Regions from separate parts of the Oryctolagus cuniculus genome. Here regions 1, 2 and 3 are each linked to region 4. Evidence: chromatin contacts called from public Micro-C data. All regions are on one chromosome and are shown on one strand. Each heading gives the region's core, a stretch centred on a gene start, on an enhancer-like site or on the middle of the called end of the contact. The rest is flanking DNA. Distances are from core to core; before and after follow the strand shown. Region 1 holds the start of FAM43A (family with sequence similarity 43 member A). Region 2 holds the start of LSG1 (large 60S subunit nuclear export GTPase 1). Region 3 overlaps LOC138849312 (a long non-coding RNA gene). Region 4 holds the start of XXYLT1 (xyloside xylosyltransferase 1).

Region 1 (2,700 bases), core at 199-2,698, 430 kb before region 4:
CTGAATGACTGGCCTGCCAAAGTAAACTGGACAACCACACACAAGTATTACTAAGACATTGTATGCCTCTCAGAAAACTGCTCTCCACTGAGGCCTGTCAGGCTGGGGTCAGGAGCTGGAAGCATCTATTGAGTGTATGTTATCCCCATACAGTTCACTGCAGACACCTTGGCATTCACCGTGGCTTTTTGCTGTCTCCCTATGGATTCCAAGCTTCAAGATAGTGGGAAGTGAGTGTCTTTGTCCCCTTCCCTTGTAATAGAATGAAATTCTGAAAACAGTAATACTAAACAGCACCCAGCGATTCTCAGAGAGCTGTCATACAAGGAGGAAAACACTATTTCCCCAACCTTTTCGCACCGGAAATTAGACCGTACAACCTCATCCTCCACTACCTCCCCCAGAAGTTTCGATCTAGTCCTACATTTATTCCGTGAGTTGCAATTCAGCCTGGGGGTGGAGTGCCAGAGTTCCAGTTCCCTTTGCAGTTGGGTACAGCCAAGTCTCGGTGCTTTCCATACTTAAAAGAGAGGCTGGTTAATTTGGAATGTAATCGCGGGATTGGACCGGTCTCCCCCCTCCCTTGGCCAATGGCGCAACCGGGTCCCTTTAAGAGACCAGGAATCCGTCGGGCGTCGGAGTCCGAAACGGATCCTCTCCTCTGGCCTGCTCCTCCCCTGTCCCCGCGCGGCGAATGGTTCGTGCCGGCCTATATTTACCCGAGATCTTCCTCCCGGACGGCAAGGATGTGAGGCGGGCGAGCCAGCTACGGCTCGCGGCACCGGAGAGGGCGAGCTGCAGAGGCGAGCAGCCGACCGAGGACAGCCGGTGAGGGAAGGAATGAGGTAGCGGCGGGCCCCGGAGCCGGCCATGCGCGCGCCCCGCCCTCGGAGCCCAGCGCTGCCCCGGCCGAGCCAGCCCGGACAGTGAGCGGCCGGAGCAAGGATGCGGTGAGCCCCAGCAGGACTGCTGCGCTGGGCCCCCGCCGCCAGCCGGACCCACCGCCCGACCGCTCTCCGGGCACGCCGCTGACCTGGGACCAGCCCCGCCGGGGGCGCTCGGTGGCCGGCGCCCCGTGGGGGTGGGGAGCACTGGCCCCTGGCACTCTCACGGGAGAGTTTCGGCGGCTTCTGGCCCCAGTCCCCGGGGCTGGGGGCAGGGGGTGCCTTTTTACGTTTGCGGAGGAGTGCGCGTACAGCCTCGCACCATCCCGGGCGCTTTGGCCGGGGGCACCCTCCGTATATTTGCTCGCGCGCATCTAGCTTGTTTCTCAGACATTTTCCGCTCCGCTCGTATCCTCTTTCTCTTTTTGTTGCCTGCCTGAGACTCCGCGGTCCTCCTTTTCCCAGGCTGGGTTAATTCGGTGCGCGCGCGCCCCCGTTCCCCCTTTATTTTTGCACACTCGGAACAATATTCCCTCCTCTACCCCCCGCGGGGTTCCCTAGCACTATTTGTCCTCTCGTCCCCTCCCCTCTCCAACTCCCTACTCCCAGAGTTTTATTTTTCGGTCTTGCCCGGGCCGAGCCCGGCCGGGGCTGGTGGCTCAGCGGGGCCCGCACCCGGCGCTCCGCCGCCGCCGCCCAGCAGCGCCGGGGCGCCCTCCGGAGATGCTGCCGTGGAAGAAGCACAAGTTCGAGCTGCTGGCCGAGGCGCCGCCGCGGCAGGCGTCCAAGCCCAAGGGCTACGCCGTGAGCCTGCACTACTCGGCGCTCAGCTCGCTCGCGCGGGCGTGCCCCGAAGGCGCGCTCAGCCGGGTGGGCAGCATGTTCCGCTCCAAGCGCAAGAAGCTGCACATCACCAGCGAGGACCCCACCTACACCGTGCTCTACCTGGGCAATGCCACCACCATCCAGGCGCGCGGCGACGGCTGCACCGACTTAGCTGTGGGCAAGATCTGGAGCAAAAGCGAGGCGGGCCGTCAGGGCACCAAGATGAAGCTGACCGTGAGTGCGCAGGGGATCCGCATGGTGCACGCCGAAGAGCGCGCGCTGCGCCGCCCGGGCCACCTCTACCTGCTGCACCGCGTCACCTACTGCGTGGCGGACGCGCGACTACCCAAGGTCTTCGCCTGGGTGTACCGGCACGAGCTAAAGCACAAGGCAGTCATGTTGCGCTGCCACGCCGTGCTGGTGTCCAAGCCTGAGAAGGCGCAAGCCATGGCCCTGCTGCTCTACCAGACGTCGGCCAACGCTCTGGCGGAATTTAAACGCCTCAAACGGCGGGACGACGCGCGCCACCAGCAGCAGGAGCTGGTGGGCGCGCACACCATCCCGCTAGTGCCGCTGCGCAAGCTGCTCCTGCACGGACCCTGCTGCTACAAGCCGCCGGTGGAGCGCAGCCGCAGCGCGCCCAAGCTCGGCTCCATCACCGAGGACCTGCTCGGCGAGCAGCAGGAGCAGGAGCTGCAGGAGGAAGGGGAGGAGGAGCAGCCCGAGGCCTGCTTGGAAGAGGAGGAGGAGGAGGGGGAGGCCGAGACGCAAGGGGCGCTGGTGGTGGCCATGCACTTGGAATGCGGGGACTTGCTGGACACGCTGGAGAACGACCGCGAGGAGGCGCCGGGGGGCGGCGGGGTCTCGGTGGGCCCCGGCGCCGGGCCGCCGCCCCTGCTGTTGGGCAGCGACTCGGACGTGAAGGCCGAGCTGTCGCAGCTTATTAGCGACCTGGGCGAGCTCAGCTTCGGCAACGACGTGCGCACCCTGC
Region 2 (2,700 bases), core at 64-2,563, 450 kb before region 4:
CCGGGGGCACTCAAGCACAAGATCAATCAGTTCTTTGAAGAAATCACTACAAAAACAAACTCTGCTCTTTCCTGCTCAGAAACGTCCAAGGGCTTCTACAGCTGCCGGAGCAAAAATCCGATGCCTTTAAGACATCCTGGCAGCCAAGAAGCTGCAGACTGAGCAGCCTCGTCGCTACACTAGCCCTCCTTTCAAACCTCTTCCTCTGAACCCTGGGCCTTGTCCCGAGAATCTACTTTTCAAACTTCCCCTCACCCTTCCAAAGCGTACTCTCGAAACTAAACAGAAAGGAACGGATGACATTGTCTGTCTCACCCAGGAGTCAGCGTGACGGTGGCTACGGCTCCGCTGAGTCTGATGGCGGACGAGGGTCCGGCCCAGCGACCCACTGCCCGGCGCTCTCCTCCGACCCATTACAACACGGCTTCTACACCGATCTCCGTCCTGCGCGTGCGGCTTCCGCCATGCCGAGCTCGACCCCCGGAAGTGACGTATGAGAGAGCCCAATTAGTGCAGACCCAAAATGGAGAGGGGAGAATGGAATGAATGCTTTTTGCTTACCTTGACCTATCCGGCCCTCTATAATATGGCTGTAAAAACTGTTCTATGAATTTTTCCTTAGTTGTTTCCACGAATGTCCCAAACTGGGACAGAATGATTGAGTTAAAGGAATGGTACATTCCCTATTTGTGCGTCGGTCTTTAGGGTCCGGCGAGAAACTAGGACAATTGGAAAATATGCCCGTTCATATTCACGCGACTGACCCCGCCTCCGCGGTTGGCGTCAGGAGCAGGCGGAGATTCGGCAGCAGGGTGTTTCTGTGGCGCGACGGGGACAGTTTCTTGGCGCTGGTTTCCAGCCGGCGTCCCAAGGTGTGGCGTCGCCACGGTCTGGCCCCGTGACTAAGTGTTTTTTGTTTTGTTTACCTAGCCCTCCTTAGCCGCCGCTCGGGGAGGAAAGGCTTGGCCTGGATGGGAGTTGGAACGGGAGCTTGATCGTATTTCCAGAGCTTGGCAAGCTTGTCCGGAAAGGCGAGAGTCTGACTCTAATTTCTAACAAACGATGTTTAATAAAAGTTCTAGACAAAATGGCATCCCCGTGAAAACAGAGAGCCGACTGCACCCGGCGTCCGGGGCGTTTGCTCCTCTCGTAGCGGTTAGGGCACCCGGTGAAGTGGACGAAGTTGTCGGCCGCTCTGAGGCTGAGAAGCACAGAGGGAACCGGAGGTGGTGCGGCGCCGGGCGTCGGGAGTCGGACGTGCTTGTCCCCGCGTCCTGCGCCCGGCCGTCCCGGGGAGAGGCGCCGTGCGGAAAGCGCAGGGTCCGGGGGGTGCCTGGGCCAGCTACATCGAGCGTGTAATGTGCGGAAGCATGATGCTATGCATCATACGTATTAGCAGCCTTGTCGTTAAAAAAAAAATAAGATTTTATAAAAAGCCAAGTCACAGGGACCCAAACGCCATCTGGTCCAGTCTCGCCCGAATGTGCATCTGGTGTCCTTGGGCTTCTTGTCAACAGGAAGACTGGTTCAAGGGCAGGGGTGAGGCCTGGGTCTCCGGCTCTAACACGCCTCCGGGAGATCCCTGGGCTACTGGCGCGTGGGCCACACTGTGAGTAGCACGAGTCCCCTTGGCTAGCGATGAAGGCACTGAAGTGGCTGAGGGTCGTTCACCCCAAGTTAGGGGCGAGCAAAGCTGGGACCACACCACTCACCCGTTTCTGGGTTCCCTCCCATGCCCTCTGCACCCAGGGGGAGTGAACTTTGGGACTCACCCAAGCATAGGAATTGACAAAGGTTTCAGAAGGGGAAGGTGGTGCTCACAGGCCAGCAGAGGAATGGAGCAGGGTGTGATTTGTCCCATTTTCCAACGTCAGAACAGTGTGTCTCTGAGGTCCCCAGACAGAATCTGCAGAAGCAGGACAAGGAGAAGACCCGTGGGACAAAGTCAGCACAGGTCCTGGCGACTGCTCTGCAGTTGAGTGATTGAAGAGAAAACCAATTCATGAAAGTAAAGAGTACATGGACTTTATTTTATTATTTTATAAATTAACCTCTTGGTATTGTAATCTTGGTGTAGTCCTTTCCTTTTTAAGATTTATTTATTTATTTTGAAAGGCAGAGTTACAGAGAGAGTGGGAGACAGCAAGGTCTTGCACCCATTGGTTCACTCCCCAAATGGCCACAACAGCCGGAGCTGGGCCAGGCCAAAACCAGGAGTCAAGAGCTTCCTCTGGGTCTCCCATGTGGGTGCAGGGGCCCAAGGACGTGGGCCATCTTCCGCTGCTTTCCCAGGCCATAGCAGAGTGCTGGATGGGAAGTGGAGCAGCCAGGACATGAACCTACCAGCATTGCAGGCTGTGGCTTTAATCCACTGCGCCATAGCACCAGCCCCAAGTACATGGATTTTATATTTTAATAATAGTAGTAGGAGATGGTATAAAGAAATCCACCGTGTCATTCATAGAAATCCAACCAGGAACCTGGAGTGTCACTCTTGTTCCCTTTTCCAAATTTTGTCACCCTCCTCTAGGGATTTTGAGAAAGCAGTGTTTCTATTGCTATTCTTTGAAGGGCTCCAAGAAATCTTGATAAACTGAAGTGATCATTTAATCAGGACTGGGGCAGGGTGCCAAAGGACGTTGACTTGGTGGGATTAATTAGCAGCAACTATTCCCAGCTTATATAGCATAGATGATTCCA
Region 3 (2,700 bases), core at 92-2,591, 310 kb after region 4:
TGTTGTTACCCCCTACTCTCACTCTCACTTCTTATCCTGAAAATACCTCCATCCACCCGCCTCTTCCATGGGAAAGAACTTCTTACTGAGTTTTCAAGGAAGACAGGTCATTGTCGTAACCACTGTGTGAGACGCGCAGTAGCAGTATTAGCCTCTCATGTAACTGACGGGAAAGTTTTGCTTTCCCCCAGTCAGTCACAGGGAGGGAAGCTCTGGCGCCACCTGGCTCCTTGCTCTGACAGAGGTCGTTCTGCTCTGAGGTACAGGGGATGCAATCACGGCACACCTGTGAGAGGGCTAGCAGGTGCTTTCCCCAGGTACCCATGGCTCCCGGCAGTGCGCTCCCTGAGGCAGGTTTTGAAAGAGATGAGGGCTGGGGATGGCAGCAAGGGAGGCTGCACACAGTGAGACAGGGGTCTGAGCAGCCAGGCACCAGGTGGGATTGGGGGTGAGGGGTGCAATATTGACCCTCCCGTGGCCCGAGGCCATCCCTGAAAAGCCAAAGTCACAAAGGTGTACTCTTGAGTCTGGCGCTGTGGCTTAGAGGGTAAAGCTGCCGCCTGCAGCGCCGGCATCCCACATGGTGCCGGCTGCACCACTTCTGATCTAGCTCTCTGCTATGGCCTGGGAAAACAGTGGGAAACGGCCCAAATCCTTGGGCCCCTGCACCCGTGTGAGAGACCTGGAAGAAGCTCCTGGCTCCTAGCTTCCAGCATACAGCTCTGTAACTCTGCCTTTCAAATAAATAAATAAATACATACATACATAAATAAAAAATAATAAAAAAAAGATGCTGCTTGGGCTGCCTGCATCCCATATTGGAGGGCTTGGGTTCATGCCCAGTCTCTATTTCCAATTCCAGCTTCCTGCTCATGTGCACCCTGACAGGCAGCAGGTGATGGCTCAAGTAATAGGGTACCTGCCACCTGCATGGGAGGCTCAGATGGGAGTTCCAGGCTCCTGGCTTCAGCCTGGCCCAGCCCCGGCTCTTGGGGGGCATTTTCCTGTGAACCAGCACATGGAAGATCTGTCTCCCTTCTTATTAAAACTTAAAAAGTTCATAGAAAATGTATATTATGAAAAAATTATTCATGGATTTAAAAATGTTTGCAGCAAAACAAGCTTGCCTTTTGACTCCATTTTCCATAAACTTTTGGAGCGCCCTCATAGGAAGAAGGGCGTCCCGCCTGCGTTCAGCCCGGCGCTGCCTCTCCTGGGCGCTGCCTCCCCTGGGAGCCTGATGCACTCAGCCTCTGCGCCAGTGCAGCGCCTTCCCACCCGCGGCTTGGCGGCCCGGAGCCAACCTCCCGCCGTGCCTTCTGTGGCACCCGGTCTGATGTTGGAGAAGGGCGACCTCTAGCGCTGTTTCTGGAAGAGGAGCAGCGGCTTCCTCCTGTGGGAACTGTCCTGCCCAGCAGTGACAGGCAGAGACCGGTGCAGGGAGGTCAGTCCTGTCCCAGGCAGTGCCTGAGCCTTCCAACACCAGGAAGGCACTGCGTGGCGGCTGTGACTTTTGGGGGCCCCACCATCTTTGTCCACCCCATTCTTTGAGATGGAAATCACCTTTGTCCCAGCGTCCGGCAAAGTGCCACTCAATGACGTCCCCAGGCCTTTTCCTTCCAAGCAGCTTGCCTTGCTTAAGCGGCTCCTAGAAGGAATTTTGAGCTGCAGTGATTGGCCACAGGACAGGACGCCCACAGTGCTGAGGAGGCAGAGACATCGGGAAGTAAAGTGACCCGGGACTGCCTGGTGGGAGATGCACACTGTCCCCTCCTGGTCAGCAGGTACACTCAGAAGCACTTTTGTTGCCACGTCCTATGAACTATTATCTATCTCCAGCTCTGTGTGACTCTCCCAAGTTTAATGAGACCCAGTGTGGCACCAACAAGGTTCTACCAAGTGCTATTTGAATATGACTTTTGCCAAGGTCCCATTGTGTGCTGTTTGAATGTGACTTTTGTGCCCATCCACCCAAGTTTGCTTGAGATCGTCCTGGTTTGCATCTGTCACCCTAATGTGTTAATAACAATGTTCTCTTGCACTGTGAAGGGGGCCTCATTTGTGTGGCAAATTACACAATCACCCAGTTCGGATGGCCTCCGTTAGCAAGTGCTCAAGCCTGAGGATTTAGGGGTGTGGGAGGTAATGGTACCAGGAATTTGAGATTTATTGATTACCACAATCTTGTCATGATTAGTTCCACGCTTCCTGGCATCCAGACCAAAAAAAAAAAAAAAGCGTGAAGGGGTAGGAGTTGACTCTGTCTTGTCACATGGCACATGTTCTGTCTTCTGGAGGGACGTGTTTACCAGCCACTGTTAGGAGGAATTCTAAATTGCTGTATAAGAGACACTAAACAACACAAGGGATGTCGACAGAAGTTTCTATGCGGCCAGGTTTCACATTGGTTTTCAAAAATGTGCGTTTCTCATCATCAGTGAAAACGGTGGAGGGAATAAAAGTGATTCCACAGGGACCCACTGAAATAGTGTGTGTGCAGGTGCCAGGTGAACTCTGAGAGTCAAGACGTTCACCCTTTCATTCGTATTATCCTGTCTAGATCTTAGCCCTATTGATGAGGGAGCCGAGGTCCAGAAGGGACACAGCTTCCCAGAAGCAAAACCGGCACAGGCCTTGCCTTGGCTGGATCCTAGTCAAGGTGGCCCCGAGACCCATGTCAAAGGTTTGGCCCCTGAGGTG
Region 4 (2,700 bases), core at 49-2,548:
AAATTCGACCTTAGATCCCCTCTGTGTAACTTTTAGGTCAAAAGGAGGCAACCATCTGATGGAGGCAATTCACACGAGTCTCAGCCAAGCAGAGCCAGGCACATGAGCTGACCTGAGGGCCCAGCCCAGGACAAGGTGGCCAGCTCTGCTCTCCCAGCTCATCATACTGCGACCTCTCAGAGCTTCTTCTGGCTTAGCTGGAGGAAGCGGCGCTTTCTCTGAATGGATTCATGACCCTTAAAGGGCAGGAGAGGGCACCAGAGAGGAAATGAGACAGTTCGCACGAGGTGTGGCCAGACCCGACTGAGATACCTTAGGAGCCTCACCAAGGCCATGCGGAGCTGAACGTGACGGGCTAACAGCTGGTGCCCTCAAATGGTCAGTTCCGTCCTCAGAAGGGCATAATACGAGGAGCAGACTCCGAAGGCGCCACTGAACCCTGCCACGCCGCCCAGTGGGGGCGTGTTCACGCTCCCGGGGCAGCGCTTCACGTGGGAGAGGAAAGCAAGGCGGCCTACGAACCCCTCACTCCCCTCCTGCACCAGCCAAGCGCGTCTGGCCCCGGACACGCCCCCCGGACGAGGCCTCCAGCAGGCTACATTTAGAGCTGGGCTGCGGGCATTGGGCTACCGGCGTTGGAAGTGCGGAGGGCGACGAAGCCCCTTCCGCTGTTGCCCGCAGCTGTTCCAGGAGCGCGCAGCATGGTATCCAGGACGGGCGTGGGCCACCCGCCAGGAGCCCCCAGCTGTGGCCCCGCTCACCTTGCACTTGAAGCCGGCGGCGGGCGGCAGTAGCTCCCGCAGCAGGCCCTTGGCCACCTCGCGACTGGCCTCCTCGCTCACGAAGTGCAGGTTAAGTACCTCGTGTGCCTCGAACTTGGCGAGGCGCAGCAGCGAGCGCAGCGCAACGCGGGCCTTGGACTGCAGCGCAGCATTGTGCTCCGCCTTGGTGAACATCATCAGCAGGTGGTAGTCCACCGGCCCGGCCCCGCCGCCCTCCAGGCTCTTGGCCTTGGCGCCCGCTGCCGGCGCCACAGAGCCGCGCGCCAGCTCCGGCGCAGGCGGCGAGGGCGCGGCGGGGGCCCCGGCGCGGGCTTCCTTCAGCCTCTTGGTGGCGCTGGAGAAGGTCTCCCGACCCGAGCCCAGGTAGTAGAAGGCACAGACGGCGAGCGCCGCGGCCAGCAGCAGCGCGCAGTAGTGGGAGCGCACAGCGCCCAAGCGCGCCATGGCCCGAGCGCATGGGGACCCGCCTAGGAGAAGACCCATGCGCCACAAGCAGGCGGCCCCAGCAGCCGGGAATGGGTCGTGGAGACCAGCAACCCCGCAGCCTCTTAGGGGCCGCGGCGGCAGGCGGCGGCCATTGTGGAGGCGGGGTCGAGCCGCCCACAGCCAATGGCGGGTGCTGGTGCGCGGAGAGGCGGGGTCGGGGCGTACCCGGAAGCCCCTGGGTCCTAGGTTCAGAGGGATTGGAAGCCGGAGGGTTGGCGGGTAGGCTGAGAAGTGGCGCTGCGATGTGCCCAGCACCGGAGGCTACACGCCTACTCTGGGCCTGAAAGGAACCTTTGGTTAGCACTCTCCCGGATGCAGTAAGAGGGAGAAGTTTTGTCTCCTGAACCCTGCGTCTTTCCTGGTTTCCTGGAAGCTTTACACATCGTGAATGGGGCTAGGGGATTTAAGCTAGCACGGTCCTAGTAGTGCGGTGGAAATTGCCTCCCCAGCCAGCGGCAGAGGGGGCTGCCTGCAGGGGGACCTCGCGGTCATTCTCAGAGCCCTCGCCGAGTAACGCCTGAGATCTGTTCCTTTGTGGTTTTCAGACCGACCTCAACACTTTACAAAGGGCCTTAACCGAGGCTCAGTAACTTGCCCACACACAGCCAACGGCAGTTTGGACCCTCGAGCTGGACACGGCCAACCGGAAACTCATTAATTTCGATCTTCTTTAAATTGATGATATACGATAGTGTTGAATTAACCATGGACAAGTAGTTTGCATGTCTGAAAGAAGTCAAAGTGCATGGACGAATACACAGACTGATCTCTTACCAGTTTGTGATGCCATGTCATTACTTCTCAAAGTGTGAGTGAAACCCACCTTTCCCAGAACTACAATTCATCTATTAAACTTCACTGTATTTGAAAGTGAGAGATCAGCCTTCCAGCGGTCAGTTCACTCCCCAAATGCCCGTAACACCCAGAGCAGAGCTGAAGCCAGGAGCCAGAAACTCTCCATCCACCCAACCAAGTACTTGACATGGCCTGCTGTCTCCCAGGGTGCACAGTAACAGGAAGCTGGATCAGAAGTCTTAGGTGGGACTGGATCACAGGCATCCCAGGCAGCCACTTAAGCCACAATGCCAGTCTCGCATCTCATTCTTAACACTTGCTCCTTTCAGTTGCAGCAGCTGAAACAGGCCTAACAAGTTCAATACGTACAACTCATTTTGAAAAAAACCAGTAACAGACAACACTATGAGGTAGAAGTATTTTATATTCAAGGAAATGCAGACTTAATTACCCAAGTCTAATCAGCACCTAAGGGAGCCATAATCTCATTCCAAGTCTTACTGCTTCCCCAGACCCAAGCTTTTTAAAACCAGTTACTCCAGCCCTGTTTCAGCACCCAACTCTGGTTAAGAGAGCAAGCTCTGGAGTGGACAGTCCAGGCTGGAACATGAGCTATGCCACTCTAAGTTGTTAGGCT

What was found. Hi-C and Micro-C count contacts between places; a contact is called where the count stands out from the background.
Region 1: a Micro-C map of ear pinna shows a contact between it and region 4, with 4 times the contacts expected there. The contact joins the promoter of FAM43A here to the promoter of XXYLT1 in region 4. A contact is called at or near these places in 4 of 6 Hi-C or Micro-C datasets (ear pinna, liver, psoas muscle and 1 more).
Region 2: a Micro-C map of ear pinna shows a contact between it and region 4, with 4 times the contacts expected there. The contact joins the promoter of LSG1 here to the promoter of XXYLT1 in region 4. A contact is called at or near these places in 2 of 6 Hi-C or Micro-C datasets (ear pinna and liver).
Region 3: a Micro-C map of ear pinna shows a contact between it and region 4, with 7 times the contacts expected there. The contact joins the enhancer-like site here to the promoter of XXYLT1 in region 4. A contact is called at or near these places in 2 of 6 Hi-C or Micro-C datasets (ear pinna and embryonic fibroblasts).

The regions. Positions count from the first base shown.
Region 1 is chr4:84,745,890-84,748,589 of mOryCun1.1, reverse strand. It overlaps FAM43A (family with sequence similarity 43 member A), which reads left to right and starts at 1,448. Exons shown (of 1, transcript XM_008266697.4): 1 at 1,448-2,700. The coding sequence starts at 1,608.
Region 2 is chr4:84,762,145-84,764,844 of mOryCun1.1, reverse strand. LSG1 (large 60S subunit nuclear export GTPase 1) reads right to left here and starts at 1,313. Exons shown (of 14, transcript XM_002716520.5): 1 at 316-1,313. The coding sequence starts at 414.
Region 3 is chr4:84,004,837-84,007,536 of mOryCun1.1, reverse strand. All of the region lies in intron 1 of LOC138849312 (a long non-coding RNA gene), which reads left to right. Among named protein-coding and RNA genes, the nearest start is that of BDH1, 32 kb to the right of the region's middle. Within about 2 kb of position 1,341, at least 4 of the 8 cell types and tissues checked have an H3K27ac peak or open chromatin away from gene starts, as enhancers often do.
Region 4 is chr4:84,314,460-84,317,159 of mOryCun1.1, reverse strand. XXYLT1 (xyloside xylosyltransferase 1) reads right to left here and starts at 1,298. Exons shown (of 4, transcript XM_008266698.4): 1 at 762-1,298. The coding sequence starts at 1,265.